Regions from separate parts of the Triticum aestivum genome. Here region 2 is linked to region 1. Evidence: chromatin contacts called from public Hi-C data. All regions are on one chromosome and are shown on one strand. The core of a region is the stretch at or near the end of the contact, and the rest is flanking DNA. Distances in the headings are between cores, read along the strand shown. Region 1 holds the start of LOC123070659. Region 2 holds the start of LOC123070661 (endoribonuclease YBEY, chloroplastic).

The links. Hi-C and Micro-C count contacts between places; a contact is called where the count stands out from the background.
Region 2: a Hi-C map of an unstated tissue shows a contact between it and region 1, with 6 times the contacts expected there. The contact joins the promoter of LOC123070661 here to the promoter of LOC123070659 in region 1. A contact is called at or near these places in 2 of 5 Hi-C or Micro-C datasets (leaf and an unstated tissue).

Annotation. Positions count from the first base shown.
Region 1 is chr3B:513,622,969-513,626,794 of IWGSC CS RefSeq v2.1, forward strand. LOC123070659 reads left to right here and starts at 1,622. Exons shown (of 2, transcript XM_044493950.1): 1 at 1,622-2,093; 2 at 2,215-2,616. The coding sequence starts at 1,882. The coding sequence ends at 2,518.
Region 2 is chr3B:513,862,272-513,866,219 of IWGSC CS RefSeq v2.1, forward strand. It overlaps LOC123070661 (endoribonuclease YBEY, chloroplastic), which reads right to left and starts at 1,511. Exons shown (of 12, transcript XM_044493952.1): 1 at 1,050-1,511; 2 at 40-291. The coding sequence starts at 1,412.

The DNA.
Region 1 (3,826 bases), core at 372-2,871:
ATTGCTACAGTCCTTGGTTCATAGCTTGATTCTCCGTGCATGTCTCTTTTCTTATATACAAATAAGGCCTCTTTGGTTCATAGGAATATTGTAGGAATTGCAAAGGATAGGAATTTCGTAGAAAAAATTCCTTTGAAGTCCTTTGGTTTATAGGAATGGATTCGTATTCCTACCTAGGATAAGAATCAATCCTTCACATTTCAAAGGAAAAAAAACATTAGCCTAGACTCAATGAAAAAAATCCTATCCTATACATCAAGTGACATCTCTTTCTTTATAGGATTTGAGATGCATGTCATCTCACTTTTTATGATTTTTCTATTTCTATATTATTCCTATCCTATGAACCAAAGAAGGCCTATACTCCATGCAAGTCCGTAGTTTCTACAGTACAACAATTCCTGGTTACATATTCAGGTCTTGAAGAAACTGATGCCAGGAGGTTGATGAGTCTACTTCTCTTTTGCCACAATAATGCAGTCCATCTTGGTGGTGCTTCCTGGTGATGTTGAGACGCACCATTTATCTCGTGCGTCTTTTAAACCATAAATGGTTGTTAAGCACAATGCCACTTTTATCCCGAGAGCTACTCTACACGGACGCTGCTCCCGCCTTTTTATCCCGTGCAATGGAAGCCAAGGGAACACGAATAGTGCGCTAGAAATGCGACGCGGAAAACCAAACACGTGTGTGTCGTCACCAAACTCTCAGCTGCCCATCCATGGAATCTCATTTTACACATTTCCGCCGAGACGTCAAATTATGTGGTGCTCCAGCACCAAAGACTGACGCAACAGGATGAATTTGTGGAGGAGTAAATCCTAAGGATAAAAACCACGTGTCTCTTCGACAGGTGAAGGGAAGAGAAGGAGTGTCCCTTCAACCAAGGAAGAACCTTCAGTGGAACTCACTCTCTACAGCTCGATCCACCAGATTTTTTCCAAGTTCAAACCTCGTGCAAATTTTACTTGGCGTCTCCATCGCTCCAAATGCACTGTTGCAGAATAGCCTGGATCGCGGGGCATCAGTGTTTGTTTATAACTAGCCGATCGATTATAGAGGTTCCGAAGCATATGCCGGTACAATTTTCCGGCACGTTTGATAAGAGTCATTTGGAGCCACAAGCTCCTCAAAGCGATGCAGTATCACCTCCTACAGTCTGTACAATAGTACTATAGTACAGTAGGAGTAGGTTTTAGCAGGGCCACCGACGAGTCAGCTCCCAATCCCAATTAGAAGGGCAACCCAGCGGCAGCGCGCCGCGTGTCCCGGCTGCGCTCCGTTCAAAACGAGATCGACATGGTGACTTGCAAGGCAGCATCATCTCATCTCCACCACAACATGGCATGGCCTGAGATGTCAGCCTCGCAAACCAACTCCCCAAAAAGGATAATAATAATCATATAATAAACCGACCAGCGAACAAACTAAGGAGATGGAGATAAGATCGGATCGGGGCGGCACCAGCGGCAGAATCCGCCAAAGCGAAGGCATGTGGGTGGGAGTGGCCAACAAACTTCAATACTACTCCGTTTTTATTTCTGAAAAGAAAATGATAAGCCGTGCTCATGGGGTCCAAGTCATCGGTGTCCAAGCGAACCTAACTTGCGCAATGTAAACACGCCGGAAACGAACGGTGATGTCACTGGCGCAAATTGCGTTCGGTTTCGAAGTATTAGTCAAAGCGCACTACCACGACGCCCAGCGTTATCCCCGTCGTCTCTATATATACCCGCCCTCCTGCCAGATTGTAAAGGTCGTGAAACACAGCCAGCAACAGCAAGAACAAGAGCAGGAATATATCCATCCATATACAGCAGCAAGCATACCTTCCTCGCCTTTCTCCTTGAGGTTCATCGCAGAAACAAGAAACTCGCAGCCATGGACAGATCTGCTGTTTCTCAGGCCCTTCCGGTGCACCAGGAAGACGAGGACCTGTTCGAGACCTCCTCCTCCTTCTCCTGCGACTCCGACGACGAGGCCCAGTTCTCAGACGGCGAGGACCAGTTTGTGCCGGCTTCCCCGCCGGTGCGGAGACTCAACTCTGACAGCGTCTACGATCTGTCGTCCATGAAGGCCGAACTCTCCGCCAAGTAAGTCTCTGATGAACTCGATGCCTCCCTTCATAAGTTCATCATACCGTCATACGGAGTACGTATGTGCAGCAACAAAAGGGAAGTTTTCCCTGACCATGTTCCTCTTCTCTCTGTGCAGGAAAGGGTTGTCGAAATACTACGACGGAAAGTCCCAGTCGTTCGCGTGCATGTCCGAGGTGAGATGCCTGGAGGACCTGCCCAAGAAGAGCCCCTACAAGAAGATCAAGTCGTGCAGGAGCAACATCGATCTGGATGGGAACCAGAAAGCCTACCCCTTACCTGGTTCTAACAACAGCAAAGGAATCGCCAAGCAGAACTCTGCGAGCTCCTGCGCGAATCTGATGATGGCGCGGACCAGCAGCGCCAACATGCTCTACAGGCCTCCCGCGATCCCTGTCAACAAGAGCGCGTGCCATCAGTAGGGCTCGCGGCTGCAAATGTCTGTCCATGGCTGGCCTCGCGCCTCTTCGTTGTTCCTTGTTGAGGATTTTTCTTGGCGGGCGTATTAGCCTGTCAATGTAAAGAGGCTTTTGCTTCTCTCATGTTCTTCAGGAAGACATTGATTGATTCAGTCTGTAAATACAGAGACCGGTTGTATACCAAACATTTCTATTGATGCGTGCCCCCTCCACCGCACGGCCATAAATCTATACCCATTTTGTCTGGATTTTATCCGTATGAGATAGAAATAAGGAAAACAAACGCCGGACAAACTCGCTGCACCCAACGCTGCTATCCCATTTCACCAGCTGTCCGTCCTCGTCATTTCTTCAAATACGTAGCCGGCATATGTGGCCGCTCCTGCTCATGCACGCCCCCGCTCCAGTCGCGACCGCATGCCCGCCGTCGCGCTCGACGCCTCGCCGTGCTTGTGCCCTCGCTCCCGCCGCGCCCGCGCGCACGCCTCTCCCGCCTCTGGATTTCTGGATTTCATTAAAGGAAACTGACTGAGAATGAATCTCTGGATTTCATTAATGATGATTGGGGTATATATACCCTCCCAACAGCCGCCAATTAAGGCGGTAATTACAAAGAGACATGTCCGTGCGGGCACAGGCGTCCGCACGGAGCAGGAGAGGCGGTGGACACACACAACCGTCTAATGACGGTTCTAATTACAATTAATCCTAATTAATTTTATTCCTAACACTCCCCCTTGTACAATGCCTGCTCCTTGCATCATCTTGAGAAATCCATCGTATAGTCTTTAAAGTCTTCTCCAAAAACCCTGTGGGAAAAATATGAGAAGAATAGTGTAGATATGTTGCTAAAACTCCTTTAAACCCAGTGGGAAAAATAATAAGGAGAAAATGATGCAACATATAATGATCATTGTCTCTTGATAACTCATATGAGAAAAACCTTTGAAGGAGAAAACCCATCGATGATTTTAGAGAACAATTAATATGTCTTGAGTACTTCCTTTAAAAACCCCGGTATGGAAAATAGGAAGTATGACATATCATCTTTGAGAGGATATTGCCTCATTAAAAACCATTATGAGAAACTATCAGATAAAACTCATAAGGGAAAAGAGTGCAATATGATATGCCATTGAAAACTCCTTTAAAACCCAGTGGGAAAAACATAAGGAAAAAATGGCATATATGGACACTTGTGTTATTTTGTCTCATTAAAAAACTTTTATGAGAAACCATTAGGGAAAAACTCATGAAGGGAAAAAGAGTACAATATACGCAATCTGATGATTGTTAACATGTTATATTGGG
Region 2 (3,948 bases), core at 261-2,760, 240 kb after region 1:
AAACGGAAAGAAAGAAATCAAATGCTGATTTGTTCTTACAGTAGGAACATCCAGATCGGGAATGAACTGTGACACTGAGAGCATATCAGTAGCGCAGTCCTCGCCTCTCCATTCTTTGTTAAGATTCTGGATGAAGTTGTCGTTGCATAGCAGCACAGAAACCTCAACCTTTTCATACTTCCCAACGTCACTTATTGAAGTGTCTCGTGTTTTGTAGTTATACTCCAGAAGTCCATCTAGCGCAATTTTCATCGCCATAGGAACATTTAATTTCATGATTTCTATAACGTTCTGCATACACATTAAGGAAAACAAAGATCAACAAACACTCACCCAACCAATTGCAAATGTGAACAACTGAACATAATAAATCACCGTGAGGGAAATAAACTATCGAGAGAGAAAATCATCCCAGAACTCCAGTTGTACATAAGTGCAGTAGTGCACCTAGATTACCAGTAATAGAGCTCCCTGAACCACTAGGTGCTACTTTCTATTGGTAAATGGCAATCACGACCAGTTTGAAACGATACTACATGACTTCTATCACAATACCAACAGTCCAGAGTTTACAGGGGAGCAAATGAGTACCCTTTAGGCCTTGTTCAGTTCCACAGGGTTTCAAGGGGTTTGGAGCAGATTGGCAGGGATTAAATCCCCAGCTAGTCAAAATCCACATCAAACCCCTCCAATCCTCTCCAATCCCCTTGTGGTGGGGATTAACCGAACAAGGCCTTAGGGTATTCTCTGACCCTCTCTAGTACAACTAAATGAACTAAATTTTCAGAACTCACATCATTTTTGAAAATTTAGTTCATTTGCTTGAACTGAGGTGGGTCACAGGGTACACTGTACGCCACAAATTTGCATCCCTAAGAGTTTATATATCGTTTAGAAATATCAGAGTAACGCTTGATGATACATCATCCGAGTAGTGCTGCACACAATACAACTTTTGCCATCATTTTCATCTGAATTTCCTATGACGCTTTTTAAAGCAGTAGTAGCTAGCCGCGACACAGCGAGGTTTGACTAAATGGAATGTGTACCAGCACTTCGACGTCGTCGGGCAAATCATCCTCGACGCTGATGCGGGCGCAGAGCTCTATCTCGCTCTCCTTGGGCGGGGGCGGGGGAGTAGGGTCCTGCCGCGGCTCTCGCTTCGCCGCCGCCTGCCCGCGCCGCGCCCTTCGGAAGCCGCGTATGCCAGCGAGGAATCCAGCGAAAGGCTGCGCGAAGCGGGAGGGCTCGGGGGTGGGTGTGAACCCCCGCCAGGAGAGCAGGGAGGCCGTGGACGCCGCCGCAGGGAGGAGCGGCGTGGAGCTGAGCAGCGCCGCGCCGCGGAGGGGCGGGGAGAGATGGAGGTGCGAGCGCGAGGCGAACGGAAGGGCCCGCGATACGATGCGCGCCATGGTCGCGCTCGCGCGGCGGCCGGCGGCGGAGAGATGGAAGACGAGCCGAAAGGGAGGGGTTTTGTGGTTTCCTTCGTTGGTTTTAGTTTGGCTCGTCCGCTTTGTACTACAAGTAGGTTGTAATTGAACAACACCCCCCCCCCCCCCCCCCAAAAAAAGTAGGTTGTAATTGCATTTTCGCACCTTGCTGCATGTAGTAGAAGTTTGTGCCTTTGTGGAAGATGTTTTTTTTTCTAGGCGAAAATGAGTTTATTTCAAAATTATAGGGTTACAGCCGAGAGGTAGAAGTTCATCAATACAAGGTGGCCCTCTCTGCAGTCATACAACAATGCTACACTCGGTTCAACTATATAACGCGTGTCAATCTGTTACCCTATTTTGCTCCTGTCTAATCTTGTGTGGAATAACTCTAGTCCAACATCAACGATTTAATCTTAGCAACCAGGTGTTCATAGGTTGAGCGAGCTGAGCAGTGCCATATAATGTCGGCAAAGTCTTTGAAGAGTTTAACTGAACGATGCAAAGTATTGCAGAACCAACACCATGCCTTGCATCAATGCGTGAATGTTCGCTTCAAGCGCATCATTACGGTGGGATAAGAATGGTAAGCTACGAAATAATACTACAGTCGTGTCTCCTCGGGATCATACCCGGTGTCGCTATCCCATCCTACACATGGAAGGTGTCGTCCACTAACACGGCAACCTAGTTCATTAGTTGTGGGGCTGCGATAGAGGGGGAACCAAAATCTTTGACTCCGATCCCCTAGTGAACTCATCAACGGGCATCTTCCCTTTTCTTTTTTAACAACCGTGGGGGGATGTCGGATTTCGGGCTCCGCGGACCTAAGAAGGGTTCGAACTCAGGGGCGTGCGCGAAGAACTCAACCTCTCAAGCCGATCGACTCGCTGCTCTCACGACCTAGCTCGATGAACAGGAAGGAAAAGGACACAGCAGTTTACCCAGGTCCGGGCCACCTTGCGGTGTAAAAAACTACTCCTGCTTTGTGGTGGATTAGCCTCACGGGGGGCTGAGGATGAACTAGTACAAGGGGAAGAACAACCTCACGAGGCTTGTTCTTGTGATGAGCTCTTGGGGTTTTGTCTCTCAAGGGCTCGATGATCGATCCTTCGATCCCCTTTCTACGGTGGTGGCTAGGCTATATTTGTAGTGGCTCTGGTCCTCTTCGCCAAAACTTAGGCGGGAAAGGATCCCACAACGGCCAATTTTGAAAGGGGACAAGTAGTACACTTGATCCTGACGAAAGGTGGTCTTCGCCTGCAAAGCTTCTGATCATGACGTCGTGGTGGGCTCGACGATGACATCCATCCTACCGTTTTGGCGGCCCTGGTCTCGTTGCACGTAAACGACAACCTTTGGTTGATTCCTTGGGACTCCGCACCTACGCTTGCCTCCTTTGCACCAAAGAGGAAACCTGCCGCTCTGCGCTCGCTGGCGCGCGCCTGGCCTTGGTCGTCATGGCTGATGTCATTTCAGCCTCATGAGGCGAGGGCTTGCATAGAAATCTCCGCTCCTCCGGAGGCTGCCTGAGGAGGCCGCTCCTTTGGGAGGTCTTGATGTCGTCCGCCTCGCGAGGCTTGGCCCCTCGCGAGGGTCTTGTCTTGTCGTGGTTGAAGATGGGCCGTACCAGGCCGTTGATGGAGCCACACCGTGCGCCGCAGGCAAGCAAGTTTGGGTACTCTGGTTCCTTGAACGCCGACAGAAGCCCCCGGGCCCAAGGCGCGCTCGCACTTGGCTTCGAGGCGAAGCCAAAAGGGCAAGTGCGGAACACCGCGGGCCCCAATCGCCTGCGGACCGAGTCAACGCACGGCACTTGATGGGATGTGGGCGTCTCTGCTTCCCCACGCTGTCTTGGCAACCGTCCGACTTGACAACTGTCGGCTGCATGTAGAGAAAATCATTATTACTTGAGATCGTGGGAGGCTGACGATCGACCTCCTCTTGGCTATAAATGCGGGAGCGGGCGGAGCCCCTGCCCATCTTCATCTTCTCGCTTCTGGCTTCTCCCTCTTCTTGCTCCACCACCTCGCTAGAGCATCTATGGCACCGACGAGGAGGTTCACATCCGCAGAGAAGGAAAAGGCCCCAAGGAGGGGCCGGACTCGCCCCCGCCCAAGAGGGGCCGCGGACGCCCCCGCAAGTATGCTGCGACACCGGCAGCGGCTCCCCGTGGGCGTGGGCGTCCTCCCTCAAAGGCTGGCGCTGCCTCCGACTGTCTTGGAAGCGTGTCTTCTTGCGGTGGAAGCCACCGCGGTCAGGGAAGCCGCTATGAGGAGGCGAGGCGCGCGATGGCCATCCGGCCACCACGGTCGCGGTCCCACTCAACCGACTCTCCCTCGGAGTTCGTGGTGTGGGCGGAGAAGTCTGCAGGCACCTGGCTCCGGCTCCTGCGCTTCTTCGTGAGTGCGGTGCCGGCCCAGGAGACCTGGTGGCTTCTGGCTTCAGGCCGATGGCTGCTGCAGTAAGGCCTCGTGGGTGGAGGCCGAGGTCACGACTGGCGGGAACGTGTTCCTGA